Linked DNA regions of Mus musculus: region 1 is linked to region 2. Evidence: chromatin contacts called from public HiChIP or PLAC-seq data. All regions are on one chromosome and are shown on one strand. Each heading gives the region's core, a stretch centred on a gene start, on an enhancer-like site or on the middle of the called end of the contact. The rest is flanking DNA. Distances are from core to core; before and after follow the strand shown.

What was found. HiChIP or PLAC-seq counts read pairs in DNA pulled down with a chosen protein or histone mark.
Region 1: a contact with region 2 is called in an H3K4me3 HiChIP or PLAC-seq map of embryonic forebrain, with 3 times the contacts expected there. The contact joins two enhancer-like sites. A contact is called at or near these places in 6 of 484 Hi-C or Micro-C datasets (cerebellum, cortical neurons, embryonic fibroblasts and 2 more) and 1 of 115 datasets of contacts at active chromatin or transcription factors (embryonic forebrain).

The regions. Positions count from the first base shown.
Region 1 is chr12:26,630,727-26,633,426 of GRCm38.p6, reverse strand. No RefSeq gene overlaps it. Among named protein-coding and RNA genes, the nearest start is that of 1700020D12Rik, 19 kb to the right of the region's middle. Within about 2 kb of position 1,401, at least 51 of the 459 cell types and tissues checked have an H3K27ac peak or open chromatin away from gene starts, as enhancers often do. A contact at or near this core is called in cerebellum, cortical neurons, embryonic forebrain and 1 more, where this site is marked.
Region 2 is chr12:26,531,728-26,534,427 of GRCm38.p6, reverse strand. No RefSeq gene overlaps it. Among named protein-coding and RNA genes, the nearest start is that of Cmpk2, 64 kb to the right of the region's middle. Within about 2 kb of position 1,272, at least 45 of the 459 cell types and tissues checked have an H3K27ac peak or open chromatin away from gene starts, as enhancers often do. A contact at or near this core is called in cerebellum, cortical neurons, embryonic forebrain and 1 more, where this site is marked.

The DNA.
Region 1 (2,700 bases), core at 152-2,651, 99 kb before region 2:
ATAGATATTTTAAGAAAGAAAATGTTAATATATCTTTCATTATTGCATGTTCCTGTAATTGTCCTTATTGTCAGTTGTCATCGATCCATTGCTGCCCTTGGGAAAGCATCATGCAATATGTACTGCAGTGGGATCTATATTCCCAGGCATTCACTCAAGTCTTAGACTATCTTGGAGATGAGGAGGGACAACTAAGCCACTGCATCCTTTTGGAGAATAAAGAAAACATGTTTACTACTCATCTTAAAGGGCACAAAACTTTTGAAAGTACTTGTACTACTTGAACATGCAATATTACTCAGCATACTCAGACTGCTAGCAGAACACTTGCCTGAAAATGATAGCCAGTCAAACAGCAATGCTTTGGGGGATTAACAGAAGGTATTTCATGTACCCTGAGTCTGTTGCACAGACAACAAAGGCCATATTCTTAAAGATTTATTTATTTATTTTATGTAAGTACATCGTAGCTGTCTTCAGACACTCCAGAAGAGGAAGTCAGATCTCACTCAGGATGGTTGTGAGCCACCATGTGGTTGCTGGGATTTGAACTCAGGACCTTCTGAAGAACAGTCGGTGCTCTTAACCACTGAGCCATCTCTCCAGCCCGAAAAGGCCATATTCTTGAATGTGCAGCTGTCACCTGAGGTTTGGTTTGATCCAGGCAAGGACTGCCTACATTATCCTCCATTCAAAGCCCATTGTGATTTCCCATAATTATTTGGCATATGTATCATGAACCTCTAGGATTTTCAGCACCTGGGAAGCTTCTGGCCACCAGACCTAGGGGAATAATTACTTGTAGACACAAAAGTTAGCCAAAAGGCTCTTTCACTTACAAGACAAACCCTTTACAGATGCATAAATGCCCAAGCCTAGAGAAACAGCTGGCTATCACAATAGGGCACTGGTATGTCACCCTCTACCACAGAACTCCCAACATCATTATGTAGGGAAGCAAGAACACAGATTGCACAGATGTGACATAGTACATGCAAACATTCACAGAAAGGGGAGATTGGAAATAGGTATCCAGAGTGTTTACCTGTGGGTTAATTGGGGAAAATCAAAGTTACATTCTATGGCAGTTTGTTGGGAGCCCAAGGCAACCATGTCTACCTTTAGCAAAGAGAGGTCAGCACACACCACTAAAACGAATTGATAACTCTATTAACCACCACAATTAACAGTTTTGAATGGGGCTAGAAATCTATATTTTATCCCCAATTATTTTGTTGCTGTTTCCATTAGAGTTTTAAGGATCAATGTGGGAACAACCCAATATTGCTTTGGGTAACAGAAATTTTATTAATCCTATTCTCAGACTGGCAAAGCCAGGTCTGCCCTGTAACAAAATCCTCCAGCATGCATGGGGTTAAGAGGCAGCATCCAGCTCCACCCCCACACAGTGTGTTCATCTCACTGGCAAGGCAGCCTCAACCAATCTTTGAACACAAAAGCACAGCATGGAAGGGGGGCTGCCTGCCTCATGGTTTTCCTATGATTTCCTACATAAAAATGAGAGGAAAAACAAAATGCTAGGCTCCCCTACCCAGTCTTAGTAAGGATCCTTATTAGACGGATTGGTCACTGCTAGTGTCCTGAGTGAGATTCTATTTACTGGGTGCACAAAAGCAGACAAAGCCACAAATGAGCGGCTCTGTCACTCTTGCTCATAGGAGAGTGTACAATTCATGCAGGAGGCTCCTCCGCTTCTGGTCGCAATGTTTGTCAGGAGGCCTAAAATCCATATGTCATGGTTATCGGTTTACCAGGGAACAGGGCAGAGTATGTTAGGTACTGGTAGTGGCTTGGGTAGCAGATGGTGGTCTGCTCCCCTGACACACACACACACACACACACACACACACACACACACACTCACTATCCTACTTTTTTTTACTACCCCCTTTTTTCTCTAGTCCCTGGTTAGTTTTCAGTGGTCCTGAACCAGCAGGCTCTGGATTGCACATGTGATGTGACTTTCCCTGGGCCCCTTCTATTTTTAGCCACATGAAAGAAACCTAGAATCTGTAAGAAAGCTATCTCACCTTCAAGTTTCCCTAGAAAGAATTTAAATTTCTATTCAAAACAGAGCTTGTTATAATTGGGATAGGGATGCTCTTCCCTCAGGCACTATGAGTCAATTAATTGGTTTTTTTTGAAGTGTTAATGGGGAAAATTTTTTTGACCTTTTCCAGAGTTTTTCCATGGAAGCTATTCATGAAAATTGCTAAGCTATTAAGCAACCAATTTTGGAGGCCACAAAGCTCCATGAGCTGTGTAGGCTTGGTGTGGGGGTGGGAATAAACATACAGCATGGGTGACTTCTTTGGTCATATCAAGAAAAGTACCCGCTTGATTAAAAAAAAATCTCCTTTTATACAGAGGCGTAAGTGTGATGGATGGATAGATAATTTAAGAGAGAGAGAGACAGAAAGGAAGCAGTGAAATTGATTCTGCAAAGTCTGAACTACACCAAAGCAGCCCTTGTGGCCTTGGGTGCAGTCAGATCTTCCTAGGCATTGCCTATTCCATGTAATAAATTAAAGCAACAAGGGAAGAAAAGTATAGAGAAACCACTCACGAGAAGCAAGCTCCGGAACAGAGTTCCAGTGCATAGACGCCATCTAAAGATTCTTTCAGAGCCCTGAAGATCTCCAGTAAGCTTAATGGTAAACTGATCTTGGTGGGTGAATT
Region 2 (2,700 bases), core at 23-2,522:
GCCCGGGCAAACAGCCTAGGGGCCTCCCCGCCAAAGGGAATGAACGGACCTCTGATTATTCCTTGTAAATTTTTCATGAGGACATCTGCCCATGCTCCTCTCCCTCTGAGTACCTCTCTCTCTCAGTCTCTCTCTCCTCACCACCTCCCTCTCTGTGTTCTCTCTTCTCTCCTTCTCACTCTCTCCTCCCCCTCCTCTCTCTCCTCTATCACTCTCCCCACCCCCACTCAGGTTTCATCTCACCTCTAACCCTTTCTCCTCTCCTTCCTTCCTCTCCCTCCTGTTTTTCTCTCTCTCTCCTCCCCTCCTCCCTCCCCTCCCCTCCTCTCCTCCCTCCTCTCTTTTTTATGTCTCCCCGTTCCTACCTCCCCTTCCTTTTCTCTCGCCTCCCCCTTCTCCTCCCTCTTTTCCCTCCCTCCCTCCCCCTCTCCCTGTGTTCAGACTCCTGACAACTCATGAAAAACGAGAGTCATTGGGCCTCAGCCGCCATTAGTCAAGACATGCCTGATGTGTGAACGTGGACCTCAGGCTGAGAGGGGCCAGGCTGCAGGGACTGGTCCTAGAGACAAAAGACCAAGCCGGATGGATATTATAGATAGGTAGGCAACAAAGCCTTCTGGACCGGTAGGGTTGGTTCTGCAGACAAGGGGCTCTGTGCTTGTACATCAGTGTGGCCCAGGCTTTCCCCGATGAACACTCTTGTCTCCCTGGCTCCTTGATGTGGCTCCCTGATCGAGGGCAGAGTCCAAATCCAAACAGAGAGATTGGAGATACACACACACACACACACACACACACACACACACATATGGTGTCGAATGCGCCTTAAATATCAAAATATATTAACTCTCATGTAAGGAGTACAGGGGTGGGGAATAAGCCTCAAAATCCTTTTTTCTGTACAGTTCAAACTAAGGACCTACAGCTCTTTCTCATTACTGCGCCCAATCATGCCGATGTCCTTTTTGTGCCCCCTTTGAAGTGACATGTGCTTCAATTTATTTTTAATCTTCTAAGTGACGTCGGGACTGCAGCCTGTGCACACGTGAAGTCTCTGCCCTTCTTGGCTGTTGTCTAAAGCAGTTTGGGCCACAACAAATCAGGCACTCAGTCCAGAGAGAGCCCAGGAACGATCTGAGGCCGGGGAGATGCGCAAAAGTGCTGCGCAGAGGAGGCAAAGTCATTAATAAACCCTTCACCATACACACCTTCCCTACCTTTGTGTAGGTCCTGGCCCTGGTCCTTGGGGACCCGCCATGGAGACACTCTGTGGAGCAACAGTGCCACCCAGTGGACAGTACTGGCAAATGACTGTCCCTTCTCTCTGCAGTCTCCCTGGGCCCTAATATCACATCTTTAAGCAGTTTTCTACATGAAAGGAGGCCTGCAACTGATTCAAAGCCACCTTGCCTTGGAAACCTGAGCATGCCCATAAAAGGCAGTGTGCACAGAACATTGAGGAATGTTTTTCGTTATGTTGGGGGTCTACCCCCAGCAGCTACTCTGGGGGGGGGGAGGGTAAGGGGGGATGTCAAAGGAAAATAAAATTAAATATACTTTTAAATCATACTTAATTTACTAATCAGTTCAAATAAATATGTGTATATACAAATGTGTGTGTGCGTGTGTGTGTGTGTGTGTGTGTGTGTGTGTGTGTGTGATGTTTGTCCAGTTACAGTCTCAGTGTTTAGTTGAAACATAAATTACATTAGCCCAAGCTCTTGTAACCCTCAGTATTGAGGGAAAATGGCTGAAATATCATCATATTTGGAGTTAGGCAGTGAGGTCAAAGTCTTGCCTGTACATAGATCTCACTCACCTGATAACCTGGACGGTTTCCATTTCCCATCTGCAGTCTTCAGTCACCCAGAAGGAGGCTGACGTGACAGCCAACGGTGACTTGCCCTATGCCTGGCTAGGTTCTGACTCTGCCTATGATCTTGAAACCTTCCCTCCCCTCTCTCCTTGGGTATTCCCTTTTGTCTTCAAGCAGAATCCAGCCCTTCACCCCCTCCTGGAGCCTTTTCTCCTCACGCCTCATGAATGTTGGTGAGGTGAGCACATTACATGGGCTTAAAAACTCCTAGTGAATCCACTGGTTTCCAAACTCACATGCATCCCGGATTGGGAGGCAGAAAGCGTCCTACAGATAGGGAATCCAGCCAAGGCCTGCCTCTTTCTGAGTCATCTGCAGTACAGAGTGGACTTCTCATACATAAACAAAAAGGATGGTTAATGCTTATTTTAACCAGTCTGTTACTTGAAGCCTTTAAATACTGCCCTACGGCATCTTGTAGAAAACATCGTTTGGTGCAGACTTTAAATAACTTAATATAAAATCATCGTGAGGGGAGGAGCTGAAAATCATCAACTCTGTGAAAGAATGTGAAATATGACCTAAAGTACATTAGATCCAGATCATTAAAGTCATCAAGTCATCGTCTTTCTCGTCCCCACCCACTGCAATGACTGACTTTGCTTACTGCCGTCACACGCCCTGCAAGGCTCTCAGTTGAGGAACTGACTCCATCAGATGGTCTATAAGGCAAGTCTGTGGGGGCATTTTATTGATTGATGTAGAAGGGCCCAGATCACTATGAATGACACGGACCCTGGGAAGGTGGTCCTGTGGTACAGAGAAAAGGAAGCTAGGCAGAGGGAGAGTGGGCCAGCAAACAGTGCTTCCCCTGCCTCTCAGTT